Regions from separate parts of the Macaca mulatta genome. Here region 2 is linked to region 1. Evidence: chromatin contacts called from public Hi-C data. All regions are on one chromosome and are shown on one strand. The core of a region is the stretch at or near the end of the contact, and the rest is flanking DNA. Distances in the headings are between cores, read along the strand shown. Region 1 holds the start of PGF (placental growth factor). Region 2 holds the start of EIF2B2 (eukaryotic translation initiation factor 2B subunit beta).

Region 1 (7,756 bases), core at 2,755-5,254:
CAAAGAGACTAGAAAACGGGAAAATGGCTAGAAAATGGGAAAATGAGTCAGGAAGCTGAAAACCTACAAGCTGGGATGGGTTGGGGCAGGTGTTTCAGGCTAACACCATGACTAATAGTATGGGAAATTGTGTTTGCAGGATGCCTTGGGGGCCAGGGGCTGGCCTGCAGACTGGAAGCCATGACTGCTCAGAGTCCACTACATTGTTGTGTCCCAGTGTTTCTACAGCCAGCCCCCCATGTTTATCTGTATCTGCCCGACTCCCCACATAAGAGTCAGCTCCTGAGATCAGGGCTCCTTCCTTCCACACATCAACCATCCCAAGTTTGTCAAGCATCCATTCTGCTCCAGCATGGGGAAGACCCAGAAACAGCTCAAGACTTCAGCCCTTACCTTCAACGTCCTTGCAGTAAGATTGGGAGCTAGCGCTTAGGTTCACTGGAAAGACCTTTGGAGAAAGATCTCAGCTTGATCACCATCACTGTTCCTTTTTTAGTAGCTAAACAACTATTGGAAAATTACATAAACTCCCTGGGCCTCCATCTTTCCATCTTCAAAATGGAAATAATTAAAACCTACCACTACAGGGTTGTGATCAGAATTCAAAGAGTCAAGGTGGTTAGAGCACCAGGCACACTGTTTGGCATATAATAGGTGTTCAATAAATATTACTTCTCTCCCTGAAACAACAGCAAGTGATTGTGGTGATAAACAGTTAAGTGTTGAGTTGGGGGCACTGACTGCCACCCCTAAGCCCCTGGGTCTACTTCCAGGGCCTCAGTGACAGTTGAGGATTGAGAGACTGCACAGTGATGGTGAGAATTAGTGTTTGTGTGCACCTATGCAAATCACTCCATTTTTTTCCTCCACTGCCACAGGCAGAAGCATAAGATTCTTTATTTTCTATCTCATGTCCACGCTACAGGACTCTGCTCTGTAACTGTAGTTGGTTTTTTTGGGGGGCGTTTTTTGAGGGGTTTTTTTTTTTTGAGACAGAGTCCTGCTTTGTCACACGGACTGGAGTGCAGTGGCACAATCTCGGCCCCCTGAAACCTTTGCCTCCTGAGTTCAAGGGATTCTCCTGCCTCAGCCTGCCGAGTAGCTGGGATTACAGGCACCTCCCACCACGCTCGGCTAATTTTTGTATTTTAAGTAGAGATAGGGTTTTATCATGTTTGCCAGGCTGGTCTCGAACTCCTAACCTCAGGTGATCTGTCCTCCTCGACCTCCCAAAGTGCTGGGATTACAGGCGTGAGCCACTGCATTCAGTCTAACTATAGTATTTTTATTTCTCTAATACAAGTCAAAAATTAAATTAGAAATCATGCCCAATTGCTACCATTTTTTGCACCACAGGTGCTTTCTTAGTCCTCGCACAACCCTATGAGATAAGTACAGTTATTATTCCCACTCTTACAGATGGAGGAAGCTGGGGCTCTGAAAACAAAGGAAGTTGTTTGAGGCAATGTGGCTGGTCAATAGTGGGGCCACTGTACAAAGGAGCACAGCCTAGGCAAGATGGCAAGACCCTGTCTTTACATTAAAAAAAAAGTTTTTAAATTAACTGGGCATGGTAACACACATCTGTAGTCCCAGTTATTCTGGAGGCTGAGGCGGGAGGATCCCTTGAGCCCAGGAGTTGGAGGCTGCATTGAGCTGTGATCACACCAATGCACTGCAGCCTGGGAGAGAGAGCAAGACCTTGTCTCTAAAAATTTAAATTTAAATTTAGAAAATTAAAAAAAAAGGGTGGAGCAGAACTACTAGCACAGCTGCTCTGGACTGGATGTGAGCAAGAACAAACTTTGATTCAATCCATGGAAATGTTAGAGTCTCCTTGGTCTCTGCCACTGAGCCTACCCTAGGCTAATTCATCTCACAACCCAGGAAGCTGGGTTTAGAAGGGTATGGTCCCCAATTTAGTGACGAAGGACTGAGGTGCACTTGTGGGAACCACAGACTTCACCCAAAGTGTGGAGTTCACTCAGGAAAGAGTATCCCCAGCCATCGGTATCCCCCCACTCCATTAACATAAACTTAGAGAGACCCTCCGTATCATATCCCTAGCACCTAGAACAGTGCCTGGAGCATAGTAGGGCTCAGGCAACACTTGCCAAATGAAAAAACAAATTAATGAATACAGGCTGGGTGCGTCTGGCCAACATGACAAAAACCCGTCTCTACTAAAAATACAGAAATTAGCCAGGCATGGTGGTGTACACCTGGAATCCCAGCTACTTGGGAGGCTGAGGCATAAGAATTGCTTGAACCCATGAGGCAGATGTTGCAGTGAGCCAAGATTGCACCATTGTCCACCAGCCTAGGCAACAGAGCAAGACTCTGCCTCAGAAAAAAAAAATACAAACTCATACACAAAAGACACATCCCATGCATATGTGCTAGAAACACTCAGTTATAGATAAGCATATATAACGAAGATACTTAAGCACATGCACACACAGTTGTGCACAATACACACCTGTGCCCACATACACAAATCCATACCCAAACTAAAGACACACACAAACACATGCATATGTACACAAAGATGTTATGGGCAACATATACAATACAGATATGCACAAACACACACCTACTCACCTGCATACACATGCACAGTTACCTTCCACAATGACCCCGGGCCCAGGAAGGGGTTTGTCTACCCCAAGAACCCCAGCTTGTTTGAAGCTCATCAGAATATTCCTTGCAGACCCCACTTAGCTGGCTGGTGACTGGCCTCCACCTCCTGAACCTCCAGGCTTAGGGCCGGCCAGGCAGGCAGGCTGCATCTCTGGCAGCCCCTCGTGGGTGGGCAGGCAGGCAGGCAGCAGACACAGAGGTCACTGGGGTGAGAGCTGGGGCTGCCCTGGCCTCCCTGCTCCTGGCTGGAATGTAAGCTGTAGGGGCCACTTCCCAGGCCTCCCTCCTCCCCCACAGCCACCCACCAGCCCCAGGCCCAGCCCAACTCGTGACTCCCAATCCTGCCAGGTTCCTGCAGCTTGGGAGCTGGACACAGAAGGCAGTGAGAGGGGTGGTGGTAAAGAAAGATCCAGAACCAAGGGAGGGCACACACAAACGCACAGAGAGAGGCACGGTCTTCACCCACAGAGACAGATATACACAGGCAGGCATGCAGACTCACAGTCCCATTGAAAGATACACATTCAGCCACTTCCAAACACACCCAGACACACAGTGGATACGTACAAATCACACAAGAATACAGAGATATAGAGACCTGACCCCCACAGACAAATACAGAGTCGTATTTGGATGTACAGTAGTCACACGCACTCAGACCACACAGAGGCTCGGACACACAGCACACGTGGATATTCACAGACCCGCAAATGCCCGTGCACATGTGCAGATACACGCGGACCCCCGCGCAGCGAACAGTTCCTCCTCGACCAGGGACCAGGAGGAGATGCCTGGGTGAGGCCACAGGGAGGGTCTGAGAAGACTGTTTCCCAAGGAGGCAGCAGGCCTGATCCTCCAGTCAGGTGCCCTGAGGGGTTTCCTGTGGGCCGCCCACTGTGTCCATGCCTGGCTAGGAGGATGATGGGTCGGGTGAGAGACGGTTCTGGAGTCACGTAGGGCTTGGGTTTTGTCTCTGCCAGTTTCTCGGACACACAGATGCGCGCACACACACAACACACACACACACACACACTTTCCAAGAATGCCTATGTCCATTCGACATACGCAGGCAGGGGTGCTCTCGGAGCCTCGGTTTCTTCATCTATAAAACGGGGCTAGGAATCCCTTGGCCCCCGAGGTGTGTGGGCATGGCTGCCTTCCCAGGGATCCGGGACGGCCCTTCCTGCAGAGGCCGCTAGGACATAAGCCTTGACGGCTGACGCTGGGCTCCACACCTGGATGGTCCCATCCCAGGTGACGGCCCCGAGAGCCGAAGCGGGGCTGTGGGCTCTGCGGGCGGGCGCGGCGTGGCCCGGGGAGCTGCGGGCTGGGCTCGTCGAGGCGTGCGCATTTGCCGAGCGCCCCTCGCAAGCACTGCGGGCTCCGGCGCTGCGGGCTGGCCGGGCGCTGCGGGAACTCGGCTCGGGAACCTCTTCTGCTGTGGGCGGGGCAGGCCCGGAGCCCCGCCCCAGCTCAGCCCCTGAAACCCAGGCGCGGGCCGGCTGCAGTCCCAGAAGGGAGCTGCTGTCTGCGGAAGAAACTGCATCTTCGGACGGCCGCCCAGCTGCGGGAGGACCTGGGGTGGCACTGGGCGCCCGACGGACCCTCCCTGGGACCCGCCTGCCCCTCGGCGCCCCGCCCCGCCGGACCGCTCCCGGTCGGGCTCCCCAGCCATAGCCTTACCTGCGGGCTCCTGACTCCCCACGGCTTCCAGAAGATGCTCGAACCACCGGCCGGGGCCTCGGGGCAGCAGTGAGGGGGGCGTCCAGCCGCCCACTCAGCTCTTCTGCTCCTGTGCCAGGGGCTCCCCGGGGGATGAGCATGGTGGTTTTCCTTCGGAGCCCCCTGGCTCGGGACGTCTGAGAAGATGCCGGCCATGAGGCTGTTCCCTTGCTTCCTGCAGCTCCTGGCTGGGCTGGCGCTGCCTGCTGTGCCCCCCCAGGTAAGAGCTACCCCCACCTAGCCCGGCTCCCCTGACCTCCCTATCCCAGCACTGGAAGCAGGGGACTCTGAAATCACAGACTCGCTCCAGGGAGCAGCAAATCCAAGGATGTCCACATACTTCCTAAAGGCCAGGCTGGACTTCTTTCGTTTGGGAAGAGACCTCAGGCTGGCTGTCCCCCAGGTCCTGGGGGCTGTCTTAGTGGGGGCAGGGAAGCCACAGGGAGGGAGGGAGGGAGGTTTCCTGTCTGGCCTCTGGAGCCCTGGTGGCTTTGCTAAAAGCATCTGTCCACTAATCCCAGGCGGGTCCCTGGCCTTGTGGTCAGGGTCGAGGCCCCATGGCCAACCAGGCGTCCCCAGGACCTCTGACCTGGCCTGGTGGGGGTGGTGGAGGAGCCAGCTGAAGAGGATGATGGTGGGAAGGCTGGGCCCTGCCCCCACCAGGGCTCAGGACTGAGCCGTGGGCTCCTGGGTGGGCTGGGGATGAGACAAGGGGTCTCGCTGTGCCTTTTCTCCTGGGTGGGTGGCCGGAGGTCCTGAGTGCAGGGCCTGGGGAAGTGAGCAGGGCCCTTTTCCCAGGAGCCGGGTGAGTCTGGCTGGGAGCCAGCTTGGGCAGTGAAATCCTGACAAAGCCAATGAGCTCCCTTCCCACTGTGTTGTCCCACTGCCCTGGGAGTCCCCAGCCCCAGCCCAAGAGTAGGAGTGGGCTGGGCAGTCCCTGAGGAGCCCGAGCAGCCCAGCCACCCGCCTGCCTGCTGCAGGGCTGGCCAGAGGTGTAACGTTACCGGCTGCACCAGCTCATGGCGCCACCCGCTCCAACCCCTCCGCTCCCACCAGCTGATCACCTCCCCCTGGGCTCTGGCACCCAGCCAAGGCGGGCTGTACAGGGCCCGGCAGGGTTGAACTGGGGGGGCTGGGTAGAAGGGAGACCCACAGGATTGGAAGATCTTTGGGACGCAGCAGGCCAAGGGTCTCCAAGAGCTTCTAGCCTCCCATCCTTTTCCAAATGAGGAAAACTGAGGCCAGAGAGGGGTGGGACCTAACCTATCTAGGGTCCGGTGAGTTTTTAGTTGTGCTCAGGCTGCTCTGAGACAGGGCAGAGCCTGTGCAGCAAGTGGGAAGGAATCCAGAGGGGCCCCTACCTTCCTGCCATCACACTTGGCCCAAGAGTGCAGAGCCCCAAGGTGTCCCAGGCTCATCTCTGTACCTTTCTGTCCACAGCAGTGGGCCTTGTCTCCTGGGAACGGCTCGTCAGAGGTGGAAGGTAAGCTGGCCAGGCTGGGGGTTTGCATGATCCCCAAGCCCCTCTCTTCCTTTCTCCCAAGCCCAGGCGTGGCATAAAGTGTGGGTACAGGTTGATAAAAGTTGGGGAGAGCCTATGAGCTAGATATCCTAGCTGATGACTTTGGCAGGGCCTAAGAGATCCCCTCATGGTGACCCAGAGACTAGAGAGGTGTGGGCTGGGGTCATCAGCACACAGAGAGTGGGACTGGGGCCAGTATAGCCAGGGTTCATTGAGCTGGCTCAGAGCCCTTCCCCAGCATGATTTAAGCGTATGGATGGGGTCTTGGAGGACAGAGTGGGGAGTGAGTGCCAGGGGCCAGAATGGGGGTCTGGGAGCTGGATGCAGTGTGCAGTCAAGAGGATCAGGAATGGGTGAGGGGCCCTCCCCAGCAGCCCAGCCCTAGTGGAACTGCCTGGATCTGACCATGCCTTTCCATTGATTATAAACAGACAGAACATGAATTGTGCCCTCCCTGGCCCCTCTACTCCCCACCCTGGTTGCCTCAAGAGGGAATCTTCAAAGGGCAACGAGACGTTTGCCAAAGAGACATACGTGCAGGATGCCAGGCCCCCTACCTCGCTCCTCCCTCCCTGCCTCTCCAAGACGTGCAGAGCGGCCACACGCCACCGCTGAGGCTTCCCCTGCGCCATGGGAGAGGGGGCATGTAGGAACATGCACACGCACACGCGTGATAGCCATCTGCATGCTGGGAACACCCTCTGCTGGCCTTGCCTGCCTGGCAGCCCGCCTCTCCCGGGCCTGGTCATACTCTGACACCTGAGGCTCAGGCCCTAGACCCCTGAGCAGGTAGAGGAGGCAGCTGCCCTTGACTTCATGGATGCCTCCCTTGCTGTGCCTCTGGAACCAGCACAACATTATGCTCCTTGGGATTTGGGGAAGGACCCATCCCCTACCTCCACACTATCCCCTTTTTGGTGCTTTTAGTGTAGGTCAGGCCACAGCTACCAAAGATGCCTTAGCCTCAGTTTCCTCATCTGTAAAATGGGAGCCTTAGGCTATGTGATGTCTATGGTTTCTTCTTTTTCCGAGATTGAAAAAGGGACCTGTTCTCTAACTCCAGGGAGGAGAAATGGGTGTACATATCACCCAGGATTCGAGGTGAGGAGGCCTGGAAGTGTAGGTTCGTTAGGTCAGCTCTCCTGTCACACTTATCAATCAGGGAGTGTGCAATCTGACCAGGAGAAGTACAATGAGCTTTGCACTCCAGCTCTCCAAATCTGAAAATGTCATCCCACCTATTAACACCAGAGCAAGAGGCAGCATGGCCAGCCATGGGCGTTGATTTTTACTATTACTATTCACAGGAACAGTGTTAGGCATTTTCTGTCATTCTGTTTTGACCACAGGCTGTGAAGTAGGAAGGCGATGTACTCCATTTTTACAGATGCAGGACCTGAGGCTCAGAGAGGCCCTGGGGGTCGCCCCAAGCCTCAGGCACTCCTCATGGATCTGGCAGAACCGAGTGCTCCCAATAGCTCCGTGGCTGATCAGGCATGAGCAGGGTGTCCCTTGTGGCAGGCTGTCTGTGTGCTCTGCCAGTGACCATGGAGAGGACACCTGTGGGCTTGGGCTGGTGGCCAGTGGCTCTGCCCAGCCCTGTGGCTCGTCCCCAGTGCCCTCCACAGAAACTTGCTCTCAGGATTAAGCATTTCTCTTCTGGAGTCTCCCCCATCCCAGGTGGTGGCAGGCAGGTGGGAGGCTCACTCTCAGGGCTGGCGAGAGAGCTGAGGGCCCACTCATGGCCTCAGGAGCAGCCCTGGGGACCACCCAGCTCTGGCAGTGCCTGAGGGGGCCACAGCTTCCCGTTGCTCTCACCCCCACCCCCTCCCGGAGCAGGTCTGGGGCCAGCGGAAGTGCTCTCAGGGACAG
Region 2 (7,756 bases), core at 3,910-6,409, 43 kb before region 1:
AACCCCAAATACACACAACACATGCACGCATGCGCACATGCACACATAGCTTTTGTACCTTCTGTGAATGGCAGGACTTCTTCAGGAGCCACAAACTTATGAAATGAGTCTTCTTCATTGGGGAACTAGAAAGGAAAAAATTTTTAAAAACTAGAGACCCAGCAATTCCACTCCTAGATATGTACCCTAGAGAAATGAAAACATATGTTCACACAGAAAATTTATACACAGATGCTTATAGCATGATTATTCACAAAAGCCAAAAGGTGGAACCAACCCAAATGCCCATAAACAGATGAATGGATTAAATTGTGGTATGTTCATATAATGGAATATTATTCAGCCTCGAAAGGAAATTCTGACATTACAACATGGATGAACTTTGAAAACATCGTGCTAAGTGAAAAAAGTCAGGCACAACATGTCACGTATTATATGATTCCTTTTATACAAAATGGACAAATCCATAGAGACAGGAGCAGATTAGAGGAGATGGGGAGAAGGAGAAATAGGGAGAGATTACTTAATGGGTACAGGGAGTTTTTCTAGAGTGGAGAAAAAGTTTTGAAACTAGAGAGTGGTGGTTGTACAATGCTGTGAATGTACTAGATACCACTAAATTGTATACTTTAAAATGGTTAATTGTATGTTATGTGAATTTCACCTCAATTTAAAAAATAGAGACTATAAATAGTTTGATGTTTTCAAAGCAAATAGCTTCTATCACTGATGAAATGTCTCTTCACTTAGTCCCTGCTTGTATTCAGGTTACAAAGGACAGGCCCTGCAACAATAACAAAACTGATTCTATGATCCTAGTGTCAACCTGCTTGGCATTTTCAGAAATGGTCAGGTGACGGGGAGTGGTGACAATCGTAAGGAAAGGACCTTTCCCAACTACATATTGTCCTCACAATCTTGCCTTCCTAAAGCTGGCAGCTTAGAACTCTCAACTATTTTACTGAATCAAGACTTCTGTGGTTCTTTCCAGCCTCCACTGGATGTAATCCATTGAGTAAATGCAGATAAATGGAGGCCCTAGAGTGAGTTGGTTGAAGTCCCAGAGTTCAAGCCTACCCTTTGGCTTCCTTCTTTCTGCTGGCTTCTAGCTAGAGACAGACACACATACCTGTGGGGAAAGTTTGAACATAGGTGCACAGACGATGAGTGGGGTGGAATGGTGTTTTGCTGCCAGTGCCAGAGTGTGAGTTCCTGTCACAGCTCTCAGGGCACCATTGGCCAGGATGGTCTTCGTGCCAATGATTACCTTTGAGACAAGAAGAAAAATGTGAGTCATCCTGGGGGTGGAGCCTTAAAAGGGCCACTGGCCACAAAAAGCTGAATGCTCAGGCCTCAGAATGGTATCGTGAGGGGTCACAGACTGGTAGAGGGGAAGGGATCCCTGGCTTAGTACAAGTTCTAGCTTAAAAGTAGGTTGCCAAGGAAAGAATGAATGTAAAATGGGACAAGAAACTGCAAAACCTACTGCTCTCAGTCCCATATTTTCTGGAAATTGAGAAGCCATACCTTCTGAGAAGCCAGGAACCTTTTTCATTCACTAGCCGCAACTGCCAAGCTCTTTGAGCATAAGGCAGGAGCCCTGTAGCCAATCCCTAGCAACTGACACTCTTGCTTTAGTTCTATTTAATACTTCATTCTTTTCAATGCTTCAACCAAATTTAGAGGCTACTCCAAGAGAGGAACAATGATGCAGAAAAAGGGAAAAGAAATTCAGTATGTACTTTGAAAGGTGCTAGAAACTTCTCTCACCATGGATATTACAGGAGATAAAAATCAGTTTTAGAAACATAACCTTCATGAATTCAACATAAGTCCAAATATGCCCACCTTGTTGACTCTTGACATAACAGCAAAAATGGCAGCATCAGTCATGACAGTTGTCTCAATACCTGCTTTGGACAAATTCACAGCCATTTCATGACCCTGCAATGGGAGGGAAAGGCTGATTCTAAGAGAAAGAGTGAGAAATAGTGAAGAGTGCTCTCAAATGTAACTGGATCTGGGGAATTGTGTGATATGGGCATATCCAGCACATAATTTCCAATAGATAACTCATTTTTCGGACAACTAAGTTTTTGGACTATCATAGCTCTGGTAAGCTGTAGGGAAGCCCAGGGGAAGCTAATAAATGTCTAGTGCTCCAGCCACAAAACTGGAAATACAACGTGCGTGTATAACATAATCACGATTGCTGACAAGATAGCTCCTGGCTCATTATTTTAAAACATCCTGCATCCTTACATATTTCCTTTTTGAGACCTATTATTTACTTAGGATCGAGTGAGGTCAGACCAAGCATCAGTCATCCCCAAGGTAATTTATCCTGCTTTGATTCCTAAAAGAACCAACCTATGTTTCCTTGGACCCAGCAGTTCACCACCTTTTTTTTTTTTTTTTTTTTTTTTGAGACACAGTCTTGCTCTGTGGTACACGTTGGAGTGCAGTGGCGCTATCTTGGCTCATTGCAACCTCTGCTTTCCAGGTTCAAGCAATTCTCCTGCCTCAACCTCCAGAGTAGCTGGGATTACAGGCATGCACCAGCATGCCCAGCTAATTTTTGTATTTTTAGTAGAGATGGGGTTTCGTCGTGTTGGCCAGGCTGCTCTCGAACTCCTGACCTCAGGTGATCCGCCCGCCTCAGTCTCCCAAAGTGCTGGGATTACGGGCGTGAACCACCACTCCCAGTCCCAACTTTCTTAAACCACTATTTAAGAATGTTCACAGGGCGAACACCTTGAAAATTCCCTTAATGTTTTAGTTTATCTTCTCAGTGTCTCAAAGTCTTGCTTATCAATTCGAGGTTGGAATGGCCCTGCCCATCCCTTGTTTATTTCTTCTTCATTTTCCGTTTTTCTTAGTAGCAGCTACAGCAGTCTCCTTACCTGGCAGAAAGGAGCGCACTCTGCTACAATGACATGGAATTTCCTCTTTCGGGCAGCCTCTTGGAGGAAGGCCTCTACTGTTCGGGAGAAGCCAATGGTCATGATCACCTCATTGGAGTGAATGTGCTCCAGAGCCTGGGCTGCAATGTTCTCCGTTGTCCCTTCTGTAAGAACAGTTTGGAAAAATATATATATATATATATATGTCTATATATATATGAAATTGCTATGCTATATCACAAACACACATTATGAGTGTACGGAAAAAGATGTCTGCCCTTCAGATGCACTGCCAACCCAGCAGGCCCTGGTACCACAGGGTTAATGTGCTTAAAGTGAAATGTCACAATTTTTTTTTTTTTTTGAGACGGAGTCTCGCTCTGCCGCCCAGGCTGGAGTGCAGTGGCCGGATCTCAGCTCACTGCAAGCTCCGCCTCCCGGGTTCACGCCATTCTCCTGCCTCAGCCTCCCGAGTAGTTGGGACTACAGGCGCCCGCCACCGCGCCCGGCTAGTTTTTTGTATTTTTTAGTAGAGACGGGGTTTCACCGTGTTAGCCAGGATGGTCTCGATCTCCTGACCTCGTGATCCGCCAGTCTCGGCCTCCCAAAGTGCTGGGATTACAGGCTTGAGCCACCGCGCCCGGCCAATTTTTTTTTTTTTTTTTTTTTTTTTAATAGAGATAGGGTCCCACTATGTTGCCCAGGCTGGTTTTGAACTCCTGGTCGCAAGCAATCCACTCACCTTGGCCTCCCAAAGTTGTGGGATTACAGGTGTGAGCCACCACGCCCAGCTATGTCACAATTTCTTAAAAGCCCCACTCTGGGATTTTCTGCCTGCCCTCTTCCAGAAGTACCCCTATCTATCAACCACTTCTGTCACTACAGAGCTCCTTACAACCGATTTTGAAGACAGTGAATTCAGCCAAGGAATGGCAATCTGGGAAATCCTAAAGTGCTGAGAATCGGGTAAACAGAGCTTCTGCCTAAAAGAACTCTTCCTTCAAAAGGTGGCCACAACACTTCTACGTGAGAGAGAATGGCCAGAGAAGAAAAACGGGGGAGGAATTTGGAAGCAGCTTCTTCATCATCTGATTATAATGAATATCTGCAAGTCACCTGGACCGCAATGACAAGGGGGATAGAAATGGTATACGTGTACGTGTGTATAAAAATTCAGAGATAGTGAAGGAGGTCTTTCGACCTGGTTCTCTAGGGAGTTCATCTTCTTTACAATGAAAATAAAACTCTGTCCTAATAAAGTCTGTGCCACTCCACAGACTTGCAGTCTATCAAGGGTTGGTCTGTAAGGAAAAGTAGAGAGGGTTACTTTGGTCCCATCACCTGTTGCAACATTTCCTAATCAGGAAGGAGGACAAACCTCTGAGAACCAGAAGACTGGTAATATCCCATCTCTGCTAATGAACAACCTTCAGGGGCTTCTGTTCCCTTATTTGCCTGTGACCAGTCCCATTTTCCTAGCGATCAGGCCTCTTACCCAGCTCCACTAGCAGCTCATTAATCGCCTCAATGATGTTGGAGTGGAGTTGGGCATAATGGAAGCTGAAATCCTCGTTCAGGCCTCCGGACGTCAACAGTTTGTGCAGGGACTCCTGCTGATCACTCTCGTCGCTGCGTCCATGGAGTCTATAGAGGCAACAAGACCCAAAGAGAGAGGTGGGGAGGAGGAGTGGTCAGGCAGGTAACAAGGGCTGCTCAGCTCCAATAAAGTCTCCGAGCAGGGAGAGGGGCCCGTGGAAAAAGTGTCACTGGATCCAACCCGGAGCCCAGGACGTAAGCCTGACCTGCCATACTCCTCCCGGATAATCTTGAGCACTCTCCGCACCATGTTGCCCACGGTGGTCTCGGAGGGCTGAGCGGCCGTCATCCTCCTGCCCTCTCTGCGGATCAGCTCCATCAGCTCCCCTACAGTCCAAAAGAGAGAGGATAAGAGGAGCCAACGCGAAGTGAGGCCTGGGAAACTTTCAGCCTTGGGATCGGGAACAGGCAGGGGCCGGGTTCGCTGACGGAGGCAGGCCGGCCTCACCCGCGTTGCTCCAGCGGTGGTCCGTGATGATCTGGCGTAGCAGCCCCAGGGTCTCCCGAGCCATTTCCTCGGAGCTGCGCGGCCCACCACCCCGCTTCAGGGTCTCCACGAAGCTCTCGATCCTCTCTGACAACTCCGAGCCCTTCGCTGCTGATCCCGGCATCTCTAAGGTAGCTGCCTTCAGCCTTCACCGGCGGAATCCACACCTGCCAGACCACACAGTTTGCACTTCCGGGGCGGGCAAGGTCGGCTTCCGCCGTGAGGGGAGGGGGGAAACCACAAGTTTGAGGGGAAGCAGGCCACGCCCCTCGTTGCCACTCTCCCGCCCCCTTCCTCTGCCTGAGCCAATCACAGACGTGGGGCTCGGGTTGTTCAGTTACAACCGGGCCCGCGCGCCTCGGGGGCTGCAGGCTAGGAAGCGGCCTTTCTTGGCTCAGCCGACGGTGAACGGAAGTAACCCGTCCGGCCTGTAGAGGGTGGCTGGTCCCGTTGCTATGGGAGCAGCAAGTCTCTACGAGCCCCTCACCGCGACTTAAGGCTACACTGAAGAAGTTGCGGCACTCCCTCCTGTCTTCCCAGCTCGGTGACCGCCCGAGCTGTCACTCCTGAGTGTCAGCTGACACTGACGTTACGAATGCGTGTCCAGGGTCGGCTGCCCCTTGGGCAGATGTCTCACTTTTGTTCTGTTACATTACTTGGTACCGTTTGCGCCTGTATCTAGTAGGTTCATCTCTCTGAAAACAAGGATCATATCTTTTGTTGCTTTTGTATTCTCAAGGCCTAACACGTCTAATAGAAGATAGCGAAATTAAGAGATGAGGAAGACTACGAACCATTAAGGAGATTCAAAGTGGGAGCCAATACAGAAGCAAAGATAACATCCTCCGATTTGGACAGAATTGTCCTCCTACCTCTAGAGAGGCCAGAGAGTATAACATAATACCAAGAGTTACCATTTACTTAAAGCTTACTGGATGTTGGGAACTGTATGTGAATTGTCTCAGTTAATAAGGTCTGAAATAGGTCCTCTTATCTCCATTTTACAGATTGGAAAACAGACCCACAGAATTTAAGCAGTTAATAAATGATTGGGTTCATACTTAAATCCAGGTCTTCCTGAACCCAAAGTCTGTGTGTAATAGAAATCTCTATTTCCTTAAGATAAATTATTCAAAGTGGAATCCTTAGGCGAGCACATTTTAAAGACTTTTGTTACAATTAACAAATTGCCCTCCAAAAAAATTATGTCAATACCAAAGTTAGCCAAAGGTAGTACAAAGAAAAGAAAATTACAGGTTAATATCTCTCATGAACATAGGAAGCAAAAATTGCAACAAATTATTAGCACATCAAATCCTGCAATACATAAAAAAAGAGTAATATGTAATTACAAAGTAAAACATAAACCTGGAATGCAAAGCTGATCAAATACTTAAAAATCAATGTCATGTGCCATACTAACAATCTAAGAAGTAAAACCACATGATCATGTCAATTGATGCAGGAAGAAGCATTTGACAAAATTCGATATTCATGATACAAACTCTCAGAAAACTAGAACAAAAGGGAACTTCCTGAACTTGATAAAAGATATCTACAAAATCCTACACCAAAAATCATACTTCACAGTAAAAGATTGCTTTCTCCCTAAGATCAGGACAAGGCAAGGATGTCTACTTTCACCACTCCCATTTAACATCAATATGTGAAGTCCTAGCCCTCGCAATAAGGCAAGAAAAAGAAAAAGCATACAGAATGGAAAGAAACTGTCCCTGTTCACAGGAGACATGATAGTCTACACAGAAAATCCCAGAGTCAACAGCAACAAAAACAAAACCTCCTAGAACATAAGTTTAGCAAGGATACAAAAACTGTATTTCTATGTACTAGCAATGAATATCAGAAATTGAAGTTGAAAACACAGTCGCTCTAAAAAGCCATAAAATATTTGTCAGTTTTGCTATGTTAGTTTTTATTTATTGACTTGTTTATTTTGAGACAGGGTCTCACGCTGTTGCCCAGGCTGGAGTGCAGTGGCATGCTCACTGCTCACTGCAGCCTCAACCTCCCCCGGCTCAAATAATCCTCCCACCTCAGCCTCTTGAGTAGCTGGGACTACAGGCACACACCACCATGCTGGATAATTGTATGTTAATTTTTAAATGTCTTTAAAATTGTATCAATTTACATGCTGGCTAGCAGTTACCATATTATAGCCAATTTTGGATATTGTCACTATTTTTTCGTATATCAAGTCATTAAAAAATAAGGTATATAGGCCAGGCATAGTGGCTCATGCCTGTAATCCCAGCACTTTGGGAGGCCAAGGTGGGCAGATCACCTGAAGGTCAAGAGTTTGGGACCAGCCTGGCAACATGGCAAAACCCTGTCTCTACCAAAAATACAAAAATTAGCCAGGGGTGGTGGCACATGTTTGTAGTCCCAGCTACTAGGGAAGCTGAGGCAGGAGAATAGCTTGAACCTGGGAGGTGGAGGTTGCAGTGAACTGAGATTGTGCCACTGCACTCCAGCCTGGGTGACAGAGCAAAACTGTGTCTCAAAAACAAACAACAACAACAAAAACCAAGGTGTATAGTATTTTTTATATACTAAAGAATTTTTATGTGTGTGTATGCAAATTATAAAGCATGACGACGAACAGGTTGAGGAATGTGAACCAATTCCTCACTTTGAAACTAAAATATTTGAATTAACAGAGATAGGCCAGGCGCAGTGGCTCAAGCCTGTAATCCCAGCACTTTGGGAGGCCGAGACGGGCAGATCACGAGGTCAGGAGATCGAGACCATC

Evidence for each region. A called contact is a pair of places that touch in the nucleus more often than the background predicts.
Region 2: a contact with region 1 is called in a Hi-C map of liver, with 1.9 times the contacts expected there. The contact joins the promoter of EIF2B2 here to the promoter of PGF in region 1. A contact is called at or near these places in 2 of 14 Hi-C or Micro-C datasets (fetal cortex germinal zone and liver).

The regions. Positions count from the first base shown.
Region 1 is chr7:148,150,025-148,157,780 of T2T-MMU8v2.0, reverse strand. It overlaps PGF (placental growth factor), which reads left to right and starts at 4,004. Exons shown (of 7, transcript XM_077941486.1): 1 at 4,004-4,582; 2 at 5,806-5,845. The coding sequence starts at 4,508. It also overlaps the pseudogene LOC144330370.
Region 2 is chr7:148,193,957-148,201,712 of T2T-MMU8v2.0, reverse strand. EIF2B2 (eukaryotic translation initiation factor 2B subunit beta) reads right to left here and starts at 5,159. Exons shown (of 8, transcript NM_001266005.1): 1 at 4,948-5,159; 2 at 4,706-4,826; 3 at 4,399-4,547; 4 at 2,904-3,067; 5 at 1,849-1,944; 6 at 1,130-1,267; 7 at 59-125. The coding sequence starts at 5,110.